Linked DNA regions of Rattus norvegicus: region 2 is linked to region 1. Evidence: chromatin contacts called from public Hi-C data. All regions are on one chromosome and are shown on one strand. The core of a region is the stretch at or near the end of the contact, and the rest is flanking DNA. Distances in the headings are between cores, read along the strand shown. Region 1 holds the start of Matn2 (matrilin 2). Region 2 overlaps Matn2 (matrilin 2).

Region 1 (3,186 bases), core at 679-3,178:
CTTGGTCACCACTCGCTCACCCAGCTTCCCCTGAGACCAGGTTTTCTCTCCCTCTCTCCTTCCCACCCCCATATCTCTGTGCCTTCTCTTAGTTACCAATAAGAACTGCTTCTAGGCAAACTGGAAATTGTTTTTCAGACTGTCCAGTGGCTCATCCTCCTTCCTTGTCTTTCTCTTTACCTTCCCTGAAATCTTGAGGCTCCTTCCAAATGTCTTTTTTTTTTTTTTTTTTTTTTTGAGAAAGGATTCCATGGAGTTCAGGTTTGTTTTCCACTTACTATACAATCAAGGGTGACCTTGAACTTCTGATCCTCCTGCCTCTACATTTCAAGTGCTGGGATTATAGGTGTGCACACCATATCCAGCTTTCACCTAGACTTTTGCTGTCAGACATGGATGGTCTTAGCTAAGAGGATGCCATGATACCCTCAGCAATGAACTTCAGGCCCCATGCCTCCTGGGTCTGGACTCTGGAAGCCAGGACCTCAAAAGCCTGGGTTTATAGGGAAGATCTGGCTGGTGATTTGGGGGGTCTGAAAATGAATTCTATCAACTGGAATAAAAGTAGGAACAGAAGGGAGATAGGAGATGAAAACCTGCAGCTTTTGTCTTCTTTGGTGTGGAGTTTCTAAGAGAATAAAGTTCAGAAGCTTAGAGGAAACCTTCTAAGCCACAAACTCACCTTGGTGTCTTGACTGGCTTTGTGAAATTACCACTTTGAAAGAGGGCAGGGAGAATGTGCTAGAATTGACTTTTGCACAAAAACTCCACTAACACATATAAACTATCTGCCATCTTAGAGCATCCCTCAAAGGGCTCTGGCCTAGAGTTAGGGGGGGTGTGAATTCAATGTTCGCACAGATTCCTTCCTTTTCTGGAAAGGTGGGTGGCAGAGCTCACTAGCCGTAAGAGACTTCTAGAACTATTCTCAATACTTCCATCAAATCTCATTTAACCCTGTAGGCGTTAAAATCCCCTCTAGATGGATGAGAAAACTGAGTCATTGTGGTGCCGGTTATGCTCAAGTACTCCAGCCTGTAAACTTAGCAGCTGGGGTTTGAACGAGGCCTACTGATTCCCAAGCTTCGGTCCTTGACCTTACAGCTTCATTGTCCATTCTTCAAAGGCTAAGGGGAATGGCACTCTGTAGATGCCTTGTGGGAGCGCCGCAGTTATTACTGTAGAGTATCTCCTACACCTACTCCTGGAGACCTTACAAGAGATTGTCCCTATATTTTTCTATCCTCTCCCCAAAGTGCCTCCAGTTTTCCAGCAACACAAAATGGGTTCCTCTTCCCTATCCCTCTTTCACAATACAAGGAAGCCGGAGCTAGACAGAGAAGGCAAAGGAAATCTAGATGTCACTGGTCTTGAGATACTAGTCTATAGGGCGATCCAAGTTATTTTCTACCTGGTAGAAAAGATTGCCACCCCACTCAACAAGTGTGGAGCGGGTCAGTGTCCCTGAAGCGCGGCACAGCGCCCCCGCGGGGCACTCGTAGACTACTGCCATGCCGTGTGTCCCGCGTCTAGCCCGGCGTGGCGGGACTTCTCCCAGCCGAGGACACCCGGCAGCGCCACCATCCTCTCCCACTCTCCCATGGAGACAGCGGCTCCCCCGGAGCGTGACAGATTGTGCATCTGTCGGTCAGTGGGTCATCTGTCTGAGCCCGGGTCAGCACGCCACGCTCACCTGCAGCCACCGCCACCAGCACCGGGGAAGTGAAGCAGGGGCGCAGCCGTGAGGATCCGTCTCCGTTGTCCGCCGCCTCGCCCCACAGAGGACCGCAGAGCTCCTTGGGCACCGCTCCCGGGACGCGACCAAGAAGCCCGCGCCAACGCCGTATCCTAAGCCGCCGCCTTCAAGTCCCATTCCAGAGCGCTCTCCGCGCTCGCTGGCTGCCTGCAAGGCTCCCTGCAAGGGCGGCGCGAGGAGGCGGTACCGCGTGAGGGTTGGAAGCGGGCGGGCGGAAGGAGGGGTGTCCTCTTTGGGGATGGGGAAGGCGGGGAGAGGCAGCAGCCAGAGCTGTCCCACACTGTAGGCAGCCCCCCAGCTCGGGACCCTGGCCTCTCTCCCTGCCTGCTGCCAACCGCACTCTCCCGGTACACCCCCAGCCTTGCTGGGACTGATGGGTCTCCAGAATAGGAGTAACTAGAGGCTTTAGGGGGCTTGTGGCCTGGGGCCTGGAGTGGGGTGGGGTGAGGGTTTCCTGGTAACAGAAGACACAGCTGGAGTCAGATAACCTGAATGGAGGATCATTTTCTTCAGAAGGCATCCAGGAAGCACGATGATGAAGAAAGAAGTGGTGAGATTTGAGATGACTGATGACAGGGCCAGAAGTTGTCTTGGCAGTCTAGGACCGCCCCACCAGCTCCAATTCATATTACTAGTAACCACTGGCCCTGGACCAGCCCTTGGGATGGGAAAGGCCATTAAGATGCCAAGATGAAGAGGTACGATTCCTCCCCTGAAGGAACAGAGTCTAGTTCAGACAAGATTCAAGAAATTATGGGTGAGGCTTCTATAACTTTGTTAAGAGAAGAAACATTACCTGAGAGAGCAGTCATCCTAGAAGAGACAGAGAAAACAGGCCTGGTCAGTAGCAGGGAATGGAGCTGACTCCCAAACTCTGGGATTACCAGTCTGGGATGACAGGACTCTACAGTTGGCCGGACATCTAATAAAAACCTTAATTCTGGAACTGGAGAGATGGCTCAGGGGTTAAGAGCACTGGGTGATCTTCCAGAGGTCCTGTGTTCAATCCCCAGCAACCACACCCTGTCTCACAACCATCTGTAATGTGATCTGATGCCCTCTTCTGGCATACAAATGTACATGCAGATAGAGCACACATAAACAAAATAAATCTTTAAAAAACAAAAACAAACAAACAAAAACAACCTAATTTTATCACCCAATTGCTAAGCCAACACACCCCCGTCCAAGTTTTAACAAGCCATCAGAGAAAATCAGAACTAACTAGTCTCAAATCTTAGAATAAAAACGTCATGTGCAAGACCTATTCCTACAAAGAATAATTAAAATCTCAGCCATGAAGCTGGAGAGATCTCTCAGTGGTTAAGATCTTTGACTGCTCTTCCTGAGTTCCAGCCCCAGCACCACATGGTGGCTCACCTGTAATGAGATCTGATGCCCTCCTTTGGTGTGTCTGAAGACAGCTACAG
Region 2 (3,538 bases), core at 406-2,905, 120 kb before region 1:
CACATCCGGCTTTGGCAGGCAGGCAAGTATAGATGGTATTTAACGTACCCACCCTTTTCCTACACCCCCTGTGCTCAGGCCCTACTAGAGTTGGCTGCAAGGCATCCGGGCAGAGATCAACAAGCAAGCAGCAACATGGACAACCTACTTGCCAAGATCCAAGAATCCATCCCAAACTGGGAAACGATTTCCTCACAGGAAGTGCAGTTATGGCTGCACAGCTGTACAGGCAGCTCATCTGCCCGTGTGAACTGGGAACACAGAGAGCAGGGGGATGACCGCGGCACCCTCAGCTGTGCCAGCAGCCAAGGAACTTGGTCCTACAACCAGAAAGGCTGGGGAAAGCAATGTGTGGTCTTTGCTTCCATTTTTCTATTTTAAACCTTTCTCTCAAACCGTTCTAAGCCCTTCATCTTGGTCTATGTAGAAATAGGAGCGCTGGGCAGAAAGCACAACATTCATGAGTCGAAGAGACGAGGGAGCCTCAAATAGTTTTGGCTTTTCCAGAGAGGGTTTCTTTGTGTTGCCCTAGCTGTCCTGGAACTGGCTCTGTAGACCAGGCTGGCATCAAACTCATGGAGATCCTCCTGCCTCTGCCCTCTGCCTTCATGCTGGGATAGAGCATGTACCACGACTGCCCAGTGAAAGAATCTGGATTCTTATTGTTTGGTTGTTTGTTTAAATGGAGAAAGGAGTTAAAGCCAGCTATAAGGAAACATAAACCTAGATAATGTCACTGCCAACCTGGCCTTGTGCTAAGGTGACAGACAGGGCTCAGGGAAGGCAAAGGATTTCTCAGATATCTCCCTTTCAGAGCTAACTGGGGTCCCACACAGATTGAGACCCTACTTAATAGAAGGCCATCTTGGCCTCTTCCCTGAGTCTGAGCTGCAGCCATCAGTCTGTCCCTGGCGTATGATGACAGCATGTGCTTAGCACAGTGCTCAGCCCCTGGCATGCAGCCAGCTGGCAGTCAGCCAGTCTCTGTACTGTGGGTCGCAGGTGACTGGCTAGGGGTAGAGCTGAGAGTGTCTTAGTCTGTGCTCTGGATTATACCCTAGCACCTGGATAGAATGACCTGGAAGAAAAGAAGCTTAAGAAGTTAGGACTTCGTCCTGCTTCATCTCATCGTGGGAAAACACAGTGAGGACTTATGTACAAAAGAGGTGGGGACAGAGGGACTGGTCCCGTGCTGTACTTACTCATTCTCCATAGTCAGCCCACTCCCACAAGAAAGGCATTAATCTGTCCCACCAGCACAATCACCTTGGAAAAACTCCGTGTCTCCAATGTATCACAATGGCAACCAAATTTGAACCTAACTTCGAAAAAACCACAACTCAAACCACCGCAGCATGCCAAAACCGAGGGCCTATTTTCTAATGCTGGCAAGGCAGGGCCATTTCCAGGAGTTTGGGCAGAACACCAATGGCTTCGAGATACAGGCACACACATGACCAGGATCCCAGTGAAGCCTGAGGGAGGACGCTCAGGTACGCCCATGTCAGCAGCCCACTGGCACCCATAAGAGCTTGTGCTGAGCCTGTCTGTCCTAGGATCTCAGATATAATGAGACTCACTTGCACAGGTCTTCCCGTCGCTCCGGAGCACGTGACCTTCAGGACATTGGCAGGCAAAGGACTTGTCGGTGTTGACACAGGAGTATTCACAACCGTGGTTGCTCAGCAAGCAGTAATCTGCCCCTGTAAGACCAAAGCCAAGTGAGGTTCCTGAGCCTGTGTCAGCCAGCCTTCTGGGTTGTGGTGGGTGACAAGTAACATTTACTGCCTTTGAAAACATGTGGTCCCCAGCAGATTTCCCCTTAGTCTCCCTGTGGGGGAGAGAGAAAAGGCAGAGGAGAACATGCTGTTCTCTGCGTTGTCTATACACTCTGTTGGGAACCCTTCCCTGCAGAAAGGTGAAAGGGGGACTCACTGGAGCAGGTCTTGAGGTCATCGTTAATAAGGAAGCCTTCGGAGCACTGGCAGACAAAGGACTCCTCCGTGTTCAGGCACAGCTGCTCACAGCCATGGTCCTGCTGTGCACAGTGGTCCACCCCTGCAGCGGTCACAAATCCAAAAACACAAAGGAACTCAGGTGCCCACATGCCACTGAGTAAGGCTAAGCAAAGCCTTCCTGGCGGCAACAGCAGCCACGGGGATGGTACTGTGCTCGCTGAGACATCGGCTTTGCTCCATGTCAGTGACACAAACCTAGAGTCGTCTGGGATGAGGGAATCTCAACTGAGAAATTGTCTCCCCAAAAGTGGCCTGTGTATGCTGTGTCCTTGATGCTGATCGGAGCCCACTGTGAATGGTGTCACCTCCAGGAATGTAGCCCTGTGTGGTATAAGGAAGCAAGCTGACTGTGAGCCTGGTTGCAAGGCAGTAAGCAGAGCTCCTCTGTGGTCTCTGCCTCAGTTCCTGCCTTCAGTTCCCTCAGTCACACACTGTTACCTGGAAGTGTAAACCGAAACAAACTGCTTTTGGCCATGGAGTTTATCCCAGCAGCAGAGAAGCAAACTAGGTCAGGTCTGATTCCCACGTCCTTGCTATGGATGTGGGTCACACTTAGCCTCTCTGCACCGTGACCTCGTGACCCTGGGGTGATGGCAGTCCCTTTTCTTTTCTATGCCTCCCTTGACTCTGTGTGTTCACATATGGTACAGCGCATTATGAGCTTGTGGGGGCCACTTTATCATTCTTAGGAAATGTAGTCCACCTCCTTTAGACAGGGACTCTCTTACTAGCTTGGAGACCAACAGTTAGGCTAGACTGCCTGACTAACAGGAGCCTTTCTCAAGTGGAAATTTCTGGTTTCTTTGGAAACTCGGTTGTGTCATGTGATGCTCTTCTGGAAACTGTCTTATGAGAGGATGTTCTGCTGAAGCAGACATGTGAGAGGACGCTGTGATGTTTGGGAAGAGTATGAGCAGAACCCAACAAACCCCCACTGGTAACTCGCCTTGTAACGCTTTGCAGGTCTCTGCTGATCTTCCCTTGTCCTGACTTCATAGAAAAGAGCCAAAGAGCTTCTCATGGTGTTCTACTTGCTTCCTGACACTTGAGAGGACTCGTACTAATGTGGCAGAGCCTTGTGGTTTCCTCTGGATCGAGCCGCTGCTGCTGATTCATGTTTGGTGTTTGCTGACTGGACTGGATTGCTGCTACTGATCTGTGTTTGGAATCACCCCAAAGAACTACTTCTAAACAGCTCCACCTCTCCCGTTTCTTATTAACCTTTCTTCTCCCCTACCTTTGCTTGGTGGGCTAGAAGGGGGCTTGAAGCATTTAAGAACCTTTATCAAAATGGGTTTTGAAAAAACTCAAGCCTACACTGTTCTGTTTCTACCCTCCCTGTGCTGAGACCACAATGCATGGTGACACATCTCCACTCTTACCTAGGTAATGGATGTAGAACTCAGACCCCTGGCTTGCAAAACCGTTTACTAATGGTTATCTCCCCTAGACACCTGGCAATTTCTTACTGGTAATAACACAAAGTCAGAGGAGTTGATCCACCTAAGGCCCTCCAGTGG

Evidence for each region. A called contact is a pair of places that touch in the nucleus more often than the background predicts.
Region 2: a Hi-C map of psoas muscle shows a contact between it and region 1, with 1.5 times the contacts expected there. The contact joins the enhancer-like site here to the promoter of Matn2 in region 1.

What each region holds. Positions count from the first base shown.
Region 1 is chr7:67,378,910-67,382,095 of GRCr8, reverse strand. It overlaps Matn2 (matrilin 2), which reads right to left and starts at 1,928. Exons shown (of 19, transcript NM_001427155.1): 1 at 1,694-1,928.
Region 2 is chr7:67,500,533-67,504,070 of GRCr8, reverse strand. Matn2 (matrilin 2) reads right to left here. Exons shown (of 19, transcript NM_001427155.1): 9 at 1,936-2,058; 10 at 1,581-1,703. Among named protein-coding and RNA genes, the nearest start is that of Rpl30, 34 kb to the left of the region's middle. Within about 2 kb of position 1,655, at least 4 of the 93 cell types and tissues checked have an H3K27ac peak or open chromatin away from gene starts, as enhancers often do.